2 separate regions of the Gossypium hirsutum genome follow, and region 2 is linked to region 1. Evidence: chromatin contacts called from public Hi-C data. All regions are on one chromosome and are shown on one strand. Each heading gives the region's core, a stretch centred on a gene start, on an enhancer-like site or on the middle of the called end of the contact. The rest is flanking DNA. Distances are from core to core; before and after follow the strand shown. Region 1 holds the start of LOC107954510 (ethylene-responsive transcription factor CRF5). Region 2 holds the start of LOC121219107 (reticulon-like protein B5).

What was found. A called contact is a pair of places that touch in the nucleus more often than the background predicts.
Region 2: a contact with region 1 is called in a Hi-C map of leaf, with 2.0 times the contacts expected there. The contact joins the promoter of LOC121219107 here to the promoter of LOC107954510 in region 1. A contact is called at or near these places in 2 of 34 Hi-C or Micro-C datasets (both in leaf).

The regions. Positions count from the first base shown.
Region 1 is chrD07:23,560,751-23,567,714 of Gossypium_hirsutum_v2.1, forward strand. It overlaps LOC107954510 (ethylene-responsive transcription factor CRF5), which reads right to left and starts at 2,577. Exons shown (of 1, transcript XM_016890096.2): 1 at 1,636-2,577. The coding sequence starts at 2,577. The coding sequence ends at 1,636.
Region 2 is chrD07:23,876,641-23,884,046 of Gossypium_hirsutum_v2.1, forward strand. LOC121219107 (reticulon-like protein B5) reads left to right here and starts at 1,811. Exons shown (of 5, transcript XM_041096751.1): 1 at 1,811-2,260; 2 at 2,811-2,991; 3 at 3,081-3,219; 4 at 3,296-3,365; 5 at 3,459-3,758. The coding sequence starts at 2,053. The coding sequence ends at 3,625. It overlaps LOC121219106 (a long non-coding RNA gene), which reads right to left and starts at 829. Exons shown (of 2, transcript XR_005915818.1): 1 at 1-829. LOC107954520 (U11/U12 small nuclear ribonucleoprotein 59 kDa protein) reads right to left here. Exons shown (of 9, transcript XM_041096752.1): 9 at 7,141-7,405. The coding sequence ends at 7,327.

The DNA of each region.
Region 1 (6,964 bases), core at 1,327-3,826:
TGGGGTAACCAGCTACGTCGACCCGTCCCCACCAATTCTGGGAAAGTAGGGAGGGGGGCCACCACCTCAAAGTCAAACTAAACTTTGCATCGCTATGTCGCTGTTAGTATACATTTAAACCAGACGTAAAAAGAAGAAATGAACATCAGTATTCAGCGAGAAGAGTCGACTATTGGGCTACCAGTAATCCAGAGCTTCAGCTTGCAAGTGGGTCTGCTTACCGACAGCAGTCCAGCAGAGGCTGATATTAGCCGTGATTTTTGAAACCACCTTTGCTGCTATCTTTGTTCATCATAATTAAATAATCCCCAAAAGCCTGCAATCCACGAACCACCTTTTGTAACAAATCGATTTTTGACTGAAAAAAAAAAGATACTTGTCGTTACCGGAGATTCAAGCATGCCGGGATATATCACCTGAAAATGCCAAGGCCTAACCCTAGTGTGCAGGTAGCCCTATGGCTCTACGACAACCCTTTCCAAGACGTTTTTAGTATCGTGTCAAGACTTTTTTATGTATTTCTAGAGGCTGGTTGGCTCAGCCTTGGGGACAGGGCAAAGCGAGGGCAGAATCGTGTCTAAAGATCCCACCAGGGTCAATCTCTGTGGGGCCGACGTATCATTTATTTTCCAAAGGATTCAAAATCAACTTTGTCAAGTGGATGGAATTGGGTCCTCTAAACGAGAGTCCCATGGGGCATCTCGCACTTGTCTGTTTTCTCAACTCAAGATAATGTCCTTATCAATTGAAGTCACTGTTATACTGTTCCAAGGCAACCCAAAAACATCCCCAAAACAAAGAAGTGCCTCTTAATATGGAACATAACGTGTCTCTCTTGCTCTCTTTCATTATTTTCATATATAAGAAAAAAAATCCTTCTTAGAATCGTAGTTGGCATATTTTTTTAACCTTGATGGTGAAATCAGAGCACGAGAACTTGTCAATGAAAGAAACATAACTACTACTTCTTTTAAGACGATCAAATAGTAAATTTTTCCAAAGGGTCATTTTACTTTCTTTTTTTTCCCCTTTTGTTTGATGGAAAACCAAACAGGGGGAACAAGTGGCATGGAATATGAATGGCATGCTTAAAAAGAATGGCTCTTAACAAAACTCAAACGAGTTCATGGCTAACAAGTGTCTAAGGTGGCAAACCGTTGAACGTGGGTACCCAACTTTAGCTTAACTTGGCAGCCTTTTGAGTCCCGCGCCAATGCACCCATTAAAGATTAAAAAAATATCTCACCGACCCCATCAATTACCCGGACAAGAAAAAGAAGTAAAGCAATGAATTCAATAACCCGAAACAAAATAAATTTAAGATTTTTTACTTTCTTTTTAAACAAAAGACATAACGGCAAAGCACGCTTCCTGGCATACAAACAACGACCATGCCAATTGAAACGCACACCAAACCTGTTCATATCCACAAAAAAGAAGCCTTAAAAGAAACCAAGAATTTACATGTTTACTTGGCATTTCTTTACACACTGTAGCAGCAGTAGAGAAACACATCTAGAAAAAGGTATCCAAAATTCCACTCGGAATTTACCATAAAATTACGCACGGCAAAAAAGTATATACCAGCAACTCAGGTAAACATGGGCAGCAACAAGAGCCAAAACTACTCTGATCTTAATAGTAGTTATCCACATCCCAGGAACAAGACCCGAAATCAACATCCAATTGAATAGAAATATCACCATAATCATGTTCCAAATTGCTGCTTGCTTCCGGTAAACTCAGTTCATCAAAAAATATGGGTGTAGGGTTATCAGAATCCAAGTAATCATATAAAACCACTGGATCTGTTAACAAAAACTCGTCTAATAAGTTACTTGGGTATTGAGAGAGTTCCTTAACAGGGCTCCACCCAGTTTGTGTTGTTGAGTCATCTTTGGACTCGGTTTGAAGTTCAGTTTCTTCATTCGACTGAAATCTCAGAACAGAAGTTGGTGAACAGAGTGAGTGAGATTCTTGGCCAGAATCATACCCGGAAGTCATTTCAAGTTCAATCTCAGGTGGGGAGGGTCTGGCAGGAGGCTTTATAAAGTTGGTGAGAGCGTCAGGGCCTTTGATTCGAATCGCGGCTCTGTCATAAACCAAAGCAGCTTCTTGAGCCGTATCATAAGTGCCAAGCCAGACCCTGGTTCGACTTGTCGGGTCTCTGATCTCAGCAGCCCATCTTCCCCACGGCCTTTGTCGAACCCCACGGTACTTGACGCCGTTAGACAAACATTGCTGCTGCTGCTGCTGCGGTTGTTGCTTCTTTGATCTGATATTGACAAGATTGGTCTTATTGTTAGTCGGTCTGTTTTGCTTGTTTGATGGCTTGTTGGAATTGAATGTAGAACAATCTCCGATCCTGATTTCGCTAACATGCCTTTTCACTGTGTGATGTCTCTCCTGCTCGCTTTCATCGCTAGAAGAATCGGTGGCATCGCCATCGGTGACAGAAATCCTGACGATCCTAGGGGCTTTGGGCTTGGACTCCATGGGAAACCACTTGCTCGATGCCTTGAGTAGCTTATTAGTAACAGTTCTTCGCTCTGTGTATTTCACCCTCCCTGGATTCATTTCCAGGTGGTTAACATAAAGAAAAACGGGGATTCTGTTTTCGAGAGAGAGAAGAAAAAAGAAACTAAAACTTTGGCGGAGAGTAAAATCAAAAGGCGAGATACTGGAAAGGAACAGGAGAGTTTGAGTTGAAAGGAAGAGTGAAAATAGCAAGAATCGCTGTTTTGTAGGGGTATCCTCCATAAAACTACCTTATTTATTTCTCTTAACAATCAAAATTAGCGAACAGGTGACTTGCTGCTTCTCACTGTAATGACACGTGTCCTAAACTTCCCTCCAAATGTGCTGGGTCCTCCTATTCTGCTTGGTCCCCAAGCAACAAAAGCCTCACACGCTCTAATGCCCGCCGTGTCCTACACGCTTCAACTGCATTGGATGCTTGTCCTCAATTATGATATTTGATTGGCTGTTGGAGGTATATACTGCAGAATTTAAATTTATGATTGATAAAAATAAAAGATTTTAAATATTGTAAAGTAGGCAGACAAAAAATAAAAAAGATAAATAAGAAATGTAAAATTAGAATCTCAGGATTTTCATTCTATTTGTCCAAAAATAATGGATTGGCCCAAAATTTCTGTTGGAAAAAATCTTTTTTTCTTTTCGGTGGCAGTTGACTAGGAAATAAAACAAAGATTGGGTGATTCTCTTACTATAAATATAATTAGTATTATTTAGATTCCATTGAAAGAAAATTAAGCGACAACCAAGTTTACAATTAGAAATGTAAAGTTGGAGAGAAAAAGCATGAGTGGGTAGGTAGGTAGAAAACATAAATAATAAGAAATAAGTTCTATATTCAAAGATTTATTTTTATGCTCTCATTTTCTTCACACCTAAACAATTATGTGGTGGGCTTTCCTTCATTTTATGGGCCTCCAAGTCAAGCAAGAATGAGTCACTCGCCCCAAGGAATTCACCAAAATACACTTATAAATCCACATCTGCTTATTTGATTAGTTGGATTAGTGATATATAATAAAAATATATAACTTATTATAAATTGTTAAAAGATAAAAATAAAAAAAAATTGTGGTTGTTGGAATCAGACTGGTTAGATCAAGAATCGACCGATATATTTATTTGAAAAAAAAGAGTTAAATCAACTTTTATGCAAATCTCTCAAAATAGGCTAAAAACTGGTTGAACATATAGTTGAATTGGTTTTCTCCTTTTTGATATGTATTTTTTTTTAAAATTATAAATTTTTAAATAATTTATTTAAATAAAATTAGCTCGACTGGTTGAACCAAGGATCGGTGCTTTGACTAGTTTGATCATTGATCTAGTTTTAAAAACCTTGCAAAAGAAAAACAAGGGTTCAACCAATTATGGATTTTTTATAATTTTTTATTTAATTATTGATGAATCAATGATTGAATTAATAATAAATTACGTTACTGGTTCGACCACTAATCTAATTTTTAAAATATTGTTCCACTCTTCATATAGAATTACAAATCAATCGTGTTTAAACCAACTAACTTTTATTTATATTGGTTTGAAACAACAAATTTAAATAAATCAAGTTTCAATATGCAATTTTTTAATAAAAATTAAATATAAAAGAGATGAAAATCTAATTAATAATAAAAAACTGTTGTATATTTTTTTTTACAAAGCAGGAACAATTAAGGACAAGAGAAGCTAATGAAAGCTTTAGAGGCATTCAAAGCTATTGTCTCATCTCTTTACTAAGCTCTCTGTTATTCATTGGTTGATGTCTAAAGTTGATGTCTTGAAGGAGAAGTTTGACATCACCAAATGCTAGTTGAAGCTTCCATCTTGATTTAATATGTCCCTAAATTATGTTGATCTATCTCTTGCTATCATCCTGTAGCCTACAAAGAAAAAATAATATTATGAGATTTAAGCATAAAAAGGATAGCTCGAAAGGTGAGAATTTTGGCTAGCAGTTTGCTTGAGAATTTGAAGCTACGAACTCTAAAAAGTTGGAAGTCGTTGGAATTTTGAGTAATGGTTGCTCTTTTGATCATGGTGTTATAACAATTTTAACTTATGCATAAACATAAAGTCCAAGTTGTTAGGGTTGTCATAGAGATTTAAGAAATGAGTAGATAATCAATTGGTGAAGATAAAAAATCATTTTGATAGCAGCAATGGGATTTTGGTCTGAGCTTCTAAATATAAACTTATTTCTAGATTTCTAAATGATCCACAAGGTAGAGGCCCAAATGCGTAGAAAATCCTAGGTTCTTGAGAGTTAAGATCCTTACCCTAGAGCCATTGCAGGATCTAGTCAACGATGGGTTGATTATCAAAAGAGTAAGTGTGAAGAACCAAACCACCCTTTCCAAATTGCATGTAAGGAATGGGTGGTCTTGAGTTTCTGTACTTTCTTCAAAAATAGAGCATTGGGGTTCAAATTTGGGAATTTTCCATGAGAGAAGATCTTTAGTAGGGAGACAACCATTACAAATTTTCCATAGGAGAAGGATGATTTTAAAAGGGATCTTAAGTCACCAAAGGTTAGCCTAACTTGCCTAATGTGAGTTTGGAATAGAGATATTAGAATTGCTTTAATATAGAATATTATAAGCGTTTTTGATAGAAAAACAACCATTTAATCATAATTCTAGACAAGAATGTCATCTTTTCCCTAGAAAGAGAGTGTTATATTGAAACGATCAAAGGTTGTATAAACATCAAGTACTCATAGAAACTTATTTTGATCAAGATCTTGGCTCTGGGGTCTGGTGAGATTATGAATTAGAAATGTTGTGTCTGTTGGAAAAAAATCCGGTTTGAAAACAGTTTTCTTTTATAAAGGAAAATTAAAATTTTGAAAATCAATCCGGTTTGTGATATTTATAGCAATAAACCCTAATCAAATTCATACTTGTTTTTTTAGCTTAGTGGATGTTTGTTTTTCTCATCTTTCAACCAAACGATCTTTTTCGCTATTCTTGTACCACGAACTGCTTTGAGTATGGGCTTGAACCAATTGAATTGAAACATAGAACTAGAAAAAAGTATTATCACTTTTTTGAGGTGAAAACGGAAATTCTCTCTTCTTAATAGAAACTGATAGAATTGTTATCCTAAAAAAATATAACAGTTGAGAATAAATTCTCTTTATGTTTTTTTTTTACAGAATAACAATCTAAAGAAAAACTATGTAAATAGTTTTATTGGTGCCATCTATTTATAGGAAGAGAAAGGGGCAAAATACCAAAAAAAGCCAATTTTTTAAGTATTTTATTATTTACCGGAATGAGCCCTTTTCCTCGAAATCGTATCCACTTCAACGCGATGTCAGGGTACGTGCCAGGAAATCGCGGCCACGTCAGCGCGCTTTGCTGACATGGCAACAAATTGCGTCCTCTGAAGCGCGATTTGTGTCCACATCAGCAAAGCGCGCTGACATGGACGCGATTTCCTGGGACGTACCTTGACATCGCGCTGACGTGGATGCGATTTTGCTGTGTCTCCCACGTTAGGGTTTTTAAGGTTTTTGGAGAAAAAAGTAAACAAATAAGGAATTAGGGTTAAGGGTTTCATAATTAAATTAATTAAAATTTATTCAAAATTGGATTACTTTTCGTGTTTATGGGTTTTTAAGATAAAATCAAAGCAGTATGATTTATTAGAAGGATTTTTGAAGTTGCGCCCATATGTACGCGCTTTTGCTACAGTAGGTCCTGGAAAAATAGGTTCGACTTGACGTTTCTGAGCAAATAGTTTAAAAAATGCTTCAAGCAGGATGCTTTGTGAGAAGAATTTGTGAAATCGCGTCCTCGTGGACGTGCTTTTACTACAGTTGGTCCTGGAGAAATAATTTCGAGTTGACGTTTTTGAGCAAATAGTTTAAAAAACGCTTCAAGCAGGATGCTTTATAAGAAGAATTTGTGAAGTCGCGCCCACGTGGATGCGCTTTTGCTACAATAGGTCCTGAAAAAATAATTTTGAGTTGACGTTTCTGAGCAAATAGTATAAAACAACGCTCCAAGCAGTATGCTAATTGAGAAGAATTTGTGAAATCGTGCCCTCGTGGACTTGCTTTTGCTATAGTTAGTCCTGGAAAAATAATTTCGACTTGACGTTTCTGAGCAAATAGTATAAAATCGCTTCTAGCAGGATGCTTTATGAGAAGAATTTGCGAAATTGCACCCACGTGGACGCGCTTTTGCTACAGTAACATGTTTGGACTGAGGCTATAAATGAGGCAAAAAATGTTCTGAGATTGCATAAGTCATAGCAGAAACAATTTAGAGAGGCTAAGAAGGTTAGAGTTTCAAATATGAGTGAACGTATTAGTGCTGTTATTTACTACGATGGTGAGGTTTGCCACACTGAGAATGGTGTTGTTTTTTTGTCGGAGAATAAGGTGCGACTGGTTTTTAACCAGAACATAGATTTGACAGAA
Region 2 (7,406 bases), core at 561-3,060, 320 kb after region 1:
TTTTTCAGTGGGCTGTGATTGCCATTATAATTTCATAATGAAATAACCATAGGAATCGCATCCATGAAAACTACATGGGATTCAATTCTTATTTTCTTTCTCTTGCTTTGCAATCCAGTTCAGTAACCAGTTCTTGTTGATTCCACACTTGGCAAAAGGCTCTCATTTATTTCTTTAAATCTTAGATCAACCCTTTTTCAATCCATCACCAAGCCAGCATTACCTAACAATAGTATTTTAACCACAAAATCCCAATTGCATTAAATAAGATACTTTTCACAACCCTATCATCGACAGTTTCCGTAAGTAATTTTTCTTGACCAGCTAAGCAACCAAATTCACACCAAAACTGTTGCATACTTTAAACTCACAAAACAATATTAACCATCCCCAAAGCCTCCAACAAAACATACCCCACTGCTGTTCTACCTCAATATTATTTCCAAATTTCTCAACCAAGATCTCTGTTTCAGTATCACTTTCTTCCACTATGATTCCCCCCCTTTCAATTCTCTCATCATCTATTCATCTCAGTTAACTACATAATAGCAGCAGACTGCCAAAGTTTGGTCTACTATAGCTACCCAATAAATCCATCCCATAGACTATTTTATTACAAATCAAAGTTTCTTCACTTTTGTGATAACTGTACAAATAGCTAGATTCATACCTGTATGTGGGAAGAACAACCGAGTAAGGGAACAAAGAACCAGAACCATAGGAATTAAAAGAGGAACAAAGAACAAGAGGAAAGAACTTTGAAAGAGAAAATGTGAAAAAATGGGTATAGATTTAGCTCCAAAGAACTAGAGGAAAGAACGCTTTTTTTTTTAAAGACAAAGGTTAAAAAGATAAATAGAAGTCAAAAGCACTTTTGGCTGAAGAAAAAGTTAAAATTTTTAACTTTTTTATCTGCCAAAAAATATTTTTTTAAGTTGAAAATTTTTCTGAAATAATATAGGTTCTTTAATGCTTTTAAGAAAAAAGTAATTTTTTATTGCAAAAGTCTGGAAAGCATAGGAGAATGAGGCCTAAATTTAAATATTTTTAAAAAATAAATAATAAAATAAAATTTATTAATACAATGTAATAATTATTTATTTCATATTTTAATCATAAAGTTTGAATTTTTATCTTCACTCATAAAAATAAAGCACATGATGGTAAACACTTATTTCCAAAAAAAGAAACACTAGCGGAACAAACAAATATGAAGCTAACGTGGAGCCCCACTGATGCAAAAAAGTAAAAATTCCAAAACGACCACTGAAAAGTGATTGCTGTCCATGCCACCCCATTGCTCCATTAAATTATCGCCACGTGTCCTATTAAGATGAACTCTTCAGAGAAAAAAATGCACCCTTCTCTCTCTCTGCGTCATCACTCCTCAGTAAATCAGTTGAAAGAATCCAATTTATTCTAGACCCCACTGTACCATACCTCATTCAACATTTCAAATTCTCCCCCAACCATCAGCTTTGGCTCCAAACCGGTTTTTAGCCACTGTTTTATCAAAATTATTTTAATTGTATTTTTAAGTTTTTTTATCCATCAATTTTTATTTGTTTTAATCTATTTTTCCTAATAAATTTAATAAAAATATCATTAAAAAAATTAATGGGCTTGATTTAGAATTTCATATATAAAACTTTTTAATGAGATATAATTTATTATTAAGATAATCTAATAAGATAATTACACTAAAAAATAATAAAATAAATAAATAATACATTAAATAAAAAATAACTCTTAATTTAAAGATCTAAAAATAATAATATAGAAGATTGAAATTTTTGAAAAAACAAAATTTTAAACATTTGAATTTTTTCATTAAATATGTTAAAAATAAATTGAAAAAAAAAGTTAATAGAAAAAAAAAATCAAAAATATAACCATTTTGATAAATTTAAGCCTAAGGTTTATACATTCCCTTCTTTATTAAAACCCTACAGTTCTACTGGCATTCGCACTCACTTGTATACTGTTCGGACACCCTGACAGTCAATAAAGAATCCGTCTTTTTAGGGCACTGGTCCGGACTTTTTTTAACCAATGGCGGAGGAAACGGAGAGTAAGCAATCGGCGGTGGAGTCGGTGATGGAGAAGATCAGCGAGAAGATCCACGGCCATGATTCATCGTCTTCTTCGGATTCGGATTCAGATCATGAGAAACCAGCTTCCCCTAGCTCCGTTAAGGCTAAGATTTATCGGTTGTTTGGTAGGGAGAGACCTCTTCATCACGTTCTCGGTGGTGGAAAGCGTACGACCTCTAAGCTCTCATTTCACTTTTCTTTTCTTTTTGCAAGTTTCGTTAGTGTGATCAGGATTTTATTGTTTGGTTTGTTTTTAACGAAGTTGATGGAAATGCGAGTAAAAAAATACAAAAATGCAGTTGTTAGAGTGAATTTAAAAATGAAATGTTAATTTGATGGAAGATCAATTCATCTGTGTTTTAGTATTTGCCACTTCACGATCTGTTTGGTAGTTACGAAAATGAATTTCATTTTTCGATTTGATTGGTTCTTGTATTTGTTAGTGGAATTTGAAATTTGCTTAAGGACCAAACTACTTCAGACTAATATTTGGGGTTTGCTTTTGCCTTTTATTGTTTGCATTCTGGGAACGGAGCAAAGTATAACATCTTCTAGACCAGTCCTTTAAAAGCAAGATTATCTAATCATTTAAGCACATAAGGAGTTTAAGAAAAGTCTTGCTATTTACAAGTCTTAGATTAATGATTCTCGTTTGTGTCAGAATTAGATAATGGTGTTCTCTTTCCATTTCATTTGTTGGGTAATGATTTGGTGCAGCTGCTGATGTGTTCTTGTGGAGGAACAAGAAGATATCAGCTGGGGTTCTTGGTGGAGCAACTGCAATCTGGGTCCTTTTTGAGTTGATCGAATACCACCTACTTACTCTGCTCTGTCACATTTCGATACTCTCTCTTGCAGTATTGTTCCTCTGGTCCAATGTCCATACCTTTATCCACAAGTAAGTTCTGGGGGTCTTTGCAGGAGCTTTAATCTATTTAACATATTGATGGTTTCTTAAAGAATATAATATGACCTTTTTCTTCACAGGACTCCACCTCGCATCCCACAAGTTCATTTGCCAGAGGAGCCATTCCTTCAGATCGCCTCTGCTCTGACAATTGAACTTAACCAGGCATTGGAACTGCTGCGAGATATTGCATCTGGAAGGAATCCGAAGTTTCTTGTGGTGTGTTTAGGGTTGAAGTCTTAATCTGAACTGCATTTTGATTGGGGAGTCACTATATCCTTCTCTTTGATTTCAGGTTGTAGCAGCTTTTTGGGTCCTCTCGGTTGTGGGGAGTTGGTGCAATTTCTTGACCTTGTTCTACACATGTAATGACACTGGTCTCTTGCTTTTAGTGCCAAGTTCATTTATCTATACAAATTTCATACTGAATTTTGATCCATCTTCTCTATGAAAATCAGCTTTCGTGTTGCTGCATACGGTACCTGTTTTGTATGAGAAGTATGAGGACAAGGTTGACCCATTTGCAGAGAAGGCAGTGATTGAGATAAAAAAGCAATATGCAGTTTTTGATGCCAATGTTCTGAGTAAAATTCCTACAGGACCCTTGAAGAGCGAAAAGGTTTAGAAGGCTCAGGTGTTTAAACCCTTAAAAATTCTTCGGTAGTTCTGGGTGTCCTGGTTGTTGTAGTGTTGTCTGTTCACATTAGCTGGAGACACTTCCTCCTCAATCAATTGTTTACAAAAGTTTTGATTTCAAATTACATCTCTAAATGCAAATCAGTTGTCAGCAATAGGCCAAGCTTGCAGGTTGCACCAGAAGGTGATTTTTTTTTTTTTCGTAAAACTTGTTTTATTTGAATAACAATCAGCTTTTTTATTATACTAAAAATTTAAGTGTGGAAACTACGTATTTAGGTGTGTTTAAAAAACAACATATGAAACATATGGCTTGAAACTAATTAATAATAACACATGTATGATATTAAAATAAAAAAATTAGATTAAATAGTGAGTAAATTGAAATTTAAACATCTAAATTCGTTAGCTTAAGAATATTAAATGTACGTACTACTATTGTTTATCATGGTGTTGTTATCAATCTTGATGTTGTCGAGTTAACTTGTGACACTAATCCAATTAATAACATTATCAATATATACAATTGATGAAAGTAATAAAGTGTGCATGATAAAATTAAGATATACAAAACATTTTAAAATAAAGCTTTGATTGAGTGACAAAGTAAAATTTTTATCAACCCAAACGATATGGGTTTAAATTTCACCATGGGCAAATTATTTGTTGTTTTTTAAAATATAAAAAATAAAATACCTTAAAATCATATAATTTATTTTAAATACAGAAAAATATTTTCTTAATTCCCTTAACTAAGTTGATGCCTAGTTGACACGTGACACTAACTCGGTCAAAGGTTTAAATATAGATACAGTTGTCACCTCTAGTATGGTTGTTTTTAGAAGTTTATTCTCTTAAAACCTAAACTTAAGGTTTTGCGGTGGAAAGAAAATTAAAATGATGAAAGATTGAAGGGAGTAAAAAATTTTGCATAGGTGTGTGGCTGGTAGTAGAGATAGAAAATTACCTTTTTGGTAGAAATTGAAAAATAAGAGAAAAAAATAAAATGTATGAAAAAATGTATAATTTTAAACTCATATACATCTCTTATTTTCTCTTCACTCATCATTTCAATTTGAAATGATTAATTTTTATGCATTAGAATAGAAACTACTCATTTCTCATATATTTTTTCCTTACTTACCAAGTAGAATACCAAAAAATTATCATAAAATAATAGGAAAACAAATAATATAAAAACTCTCATAGAATAATGAAAAATCAATTCAATCCTTAATTTAGAAAACACATAATTAAACCTTTTGGTTGGCTCTCATTAAGATATAATTTTCAGCTAAAGTTCTTAACAAGCAATTAAATACTAACATGGCAGCTAATGTAAAAAATATAATATGATCGGCTTAATTGCTAATTTTAATTTTTTTTAAATCTTAAGTTTTTTAAGATTTATTAAAATTATAAAAAAATTATTTTATTACCTTAACATTATAAAAATTATAGAAAATTATAGTTAATAAAATTACTAGAAATTATTAAAATATTATAAAATTTAAAGAATTACTACTCTTTTTATTTTGTTTTTTATCATACATTTCTCTACATATGCTTCAGTTCATTCTCATCAACTTCCCTCGCACCATATAAAATATTAAATAATATACATATACATAAAAAAATGAATAAAATTAAATGAACTGCATAAAATATTCATCAATTATATAAAATATACATCAATAAATTTCATAAAAAAAAATTAATAACAAATTCAAAATAAACAAATAAATAAATCATTACATACATTAAACAAAGGTTATTCACAACAAAATTATCTCATATTATTAATATAAAATGGAAATTCCATATAAACATACAGATGAAGCTGAAACTTGTTTAATGTTCTTCAAAAAAACACTTGTTTAATGTATAAATTTATTAGTTTCTTAATTAAACAGCTTCGTGTGTGTTTATATGGAATTTATATAACAAACAAAAGAGAAAAAGAAAAAGGTAAATTCTTAACTTGTTTTATTATTTATTAATTTTTTACTTTCAATTTTAAAGTTTGTATTGGATGGTTGAAATTTTTACTATTTTTTAGACTTAATGGTATTTTCGCCATCTAACTTCTTCCAAAAAAATCAACTAAATCCCTACAAAATTTTTGAACTCTTGAACTAACAAAGTCAAATAGGTTCTTGACTAATGTTGATCTTTAGTAATTAATGGTAACACTGACATGACTATTAACAAACACCACATCAACACTATTTATTTATGTGACAGTACCATGTCATCACTAATCATTGATGTAGTTCTTCCACATCATCACCAAAGGCTAACGTGGTAGTATGACATCATCATCGACTGCTATATTAGTAAAATATAAAAATTTTAAAAATAGAAAAATTATTTTTTAAATAATACATAATGAATTTGAACACATGGTTGTCCATGTTCATTTAAATCAGGACAAGCATTTGCCTAGATTCATTCTAGATTTATAAAAATAAAAATAATTATAATTATAAAAAAGGCATTAAATATTATAATAATTTATAATAATTATTATAAATTAATTAAAACCATAAATTTTAATTAAAATAATTTATTTAAAACCAGAAAAAAAAATAGGAAAAGATCATTAATAAAAATTGTTATAAATTAATTAAAAACCATAAAATTTTATAAAAAAATAAATTATTTTTATGAAGATACCAAACATTGAAATTCGTGTTTCTCACTCAAAACTATTGAAAGTTCTAAAATGTTAAGCCTTAGTAATGATGAATGGCTTTTTTTTTTTCTTTTTGAATTAATAATCAATGGCTATACTTTAATAAAAATGAGAAAATAATTCTTATAAAATTTTATTATTTTAATTATTTTCTAACAATTCTTATAAAAAAATTCTAATTTTTATGGTTTTTAGTATATTATTTTAACATCATTCATACACCACTTGAACAATGTTCCAACCGGGAATAAGTTGATGCAACCAGTACAATTGAAATTTTCATCAATGCGGAACGAGTTGGTTATTCCAATTTTCTACTAGAACGGTCTGCACCAATCAGTGCGATCCGGACCAGTGTGAAACTGACCGACTACATTGATTTAAACCTAAAAACTACAATTTTCTTTTTACTTGAACAAAAGGACTTTAAACTAAACTGAATTTTCGTGGATCAGTCGGGGGGATCCACCAGAAATTGATGTCATTGGGAGCCTCGGTTTCTATTGTACTTAAAAAAGGACATACAACAGTTCCTAGTGCCATACTTCAGATACGAAGTTGGAGGATTTAATTTCCCAGGAAGATTGTTGGCTTCCTTGCTGAGTACTCCTACAAAAGTCATCCCCTAAACATTGGAGAATATATATGCTGGAACTAACAAGGTCCTTTCTTCTTTCTTTTTCTTTTTTATGAAAAATAAGAATTTATTTGGAATGGCCATACATCTAAAAATGCATGCTAGAAATAAATATTCTTACCTCACAGTCTAAACCGTTAAATTTCAATAGACAGACAGCCTAAAACAAGACTTTCGGGAATCTTTAAACTTAATTTATCTGCAATGTTCCATAAAAGTATCCATGACAAAGAACTAAAGGTTGGGAAATAGGAAGACTATAAAGAAAACAAACATCATTCGATGTTTTGAAGTTTAAAATAGCTACTGCTCTAACCGTATGATCTAAAGTGCTAATAGAACTTTACAGAGTAAGATGTCATTTAGGCCTCACCAGGTAGGATGCCCATATGTCATCAGCAGGAGGAGGTGGCTGGACCCAGTGGCCTGGAATGCGGC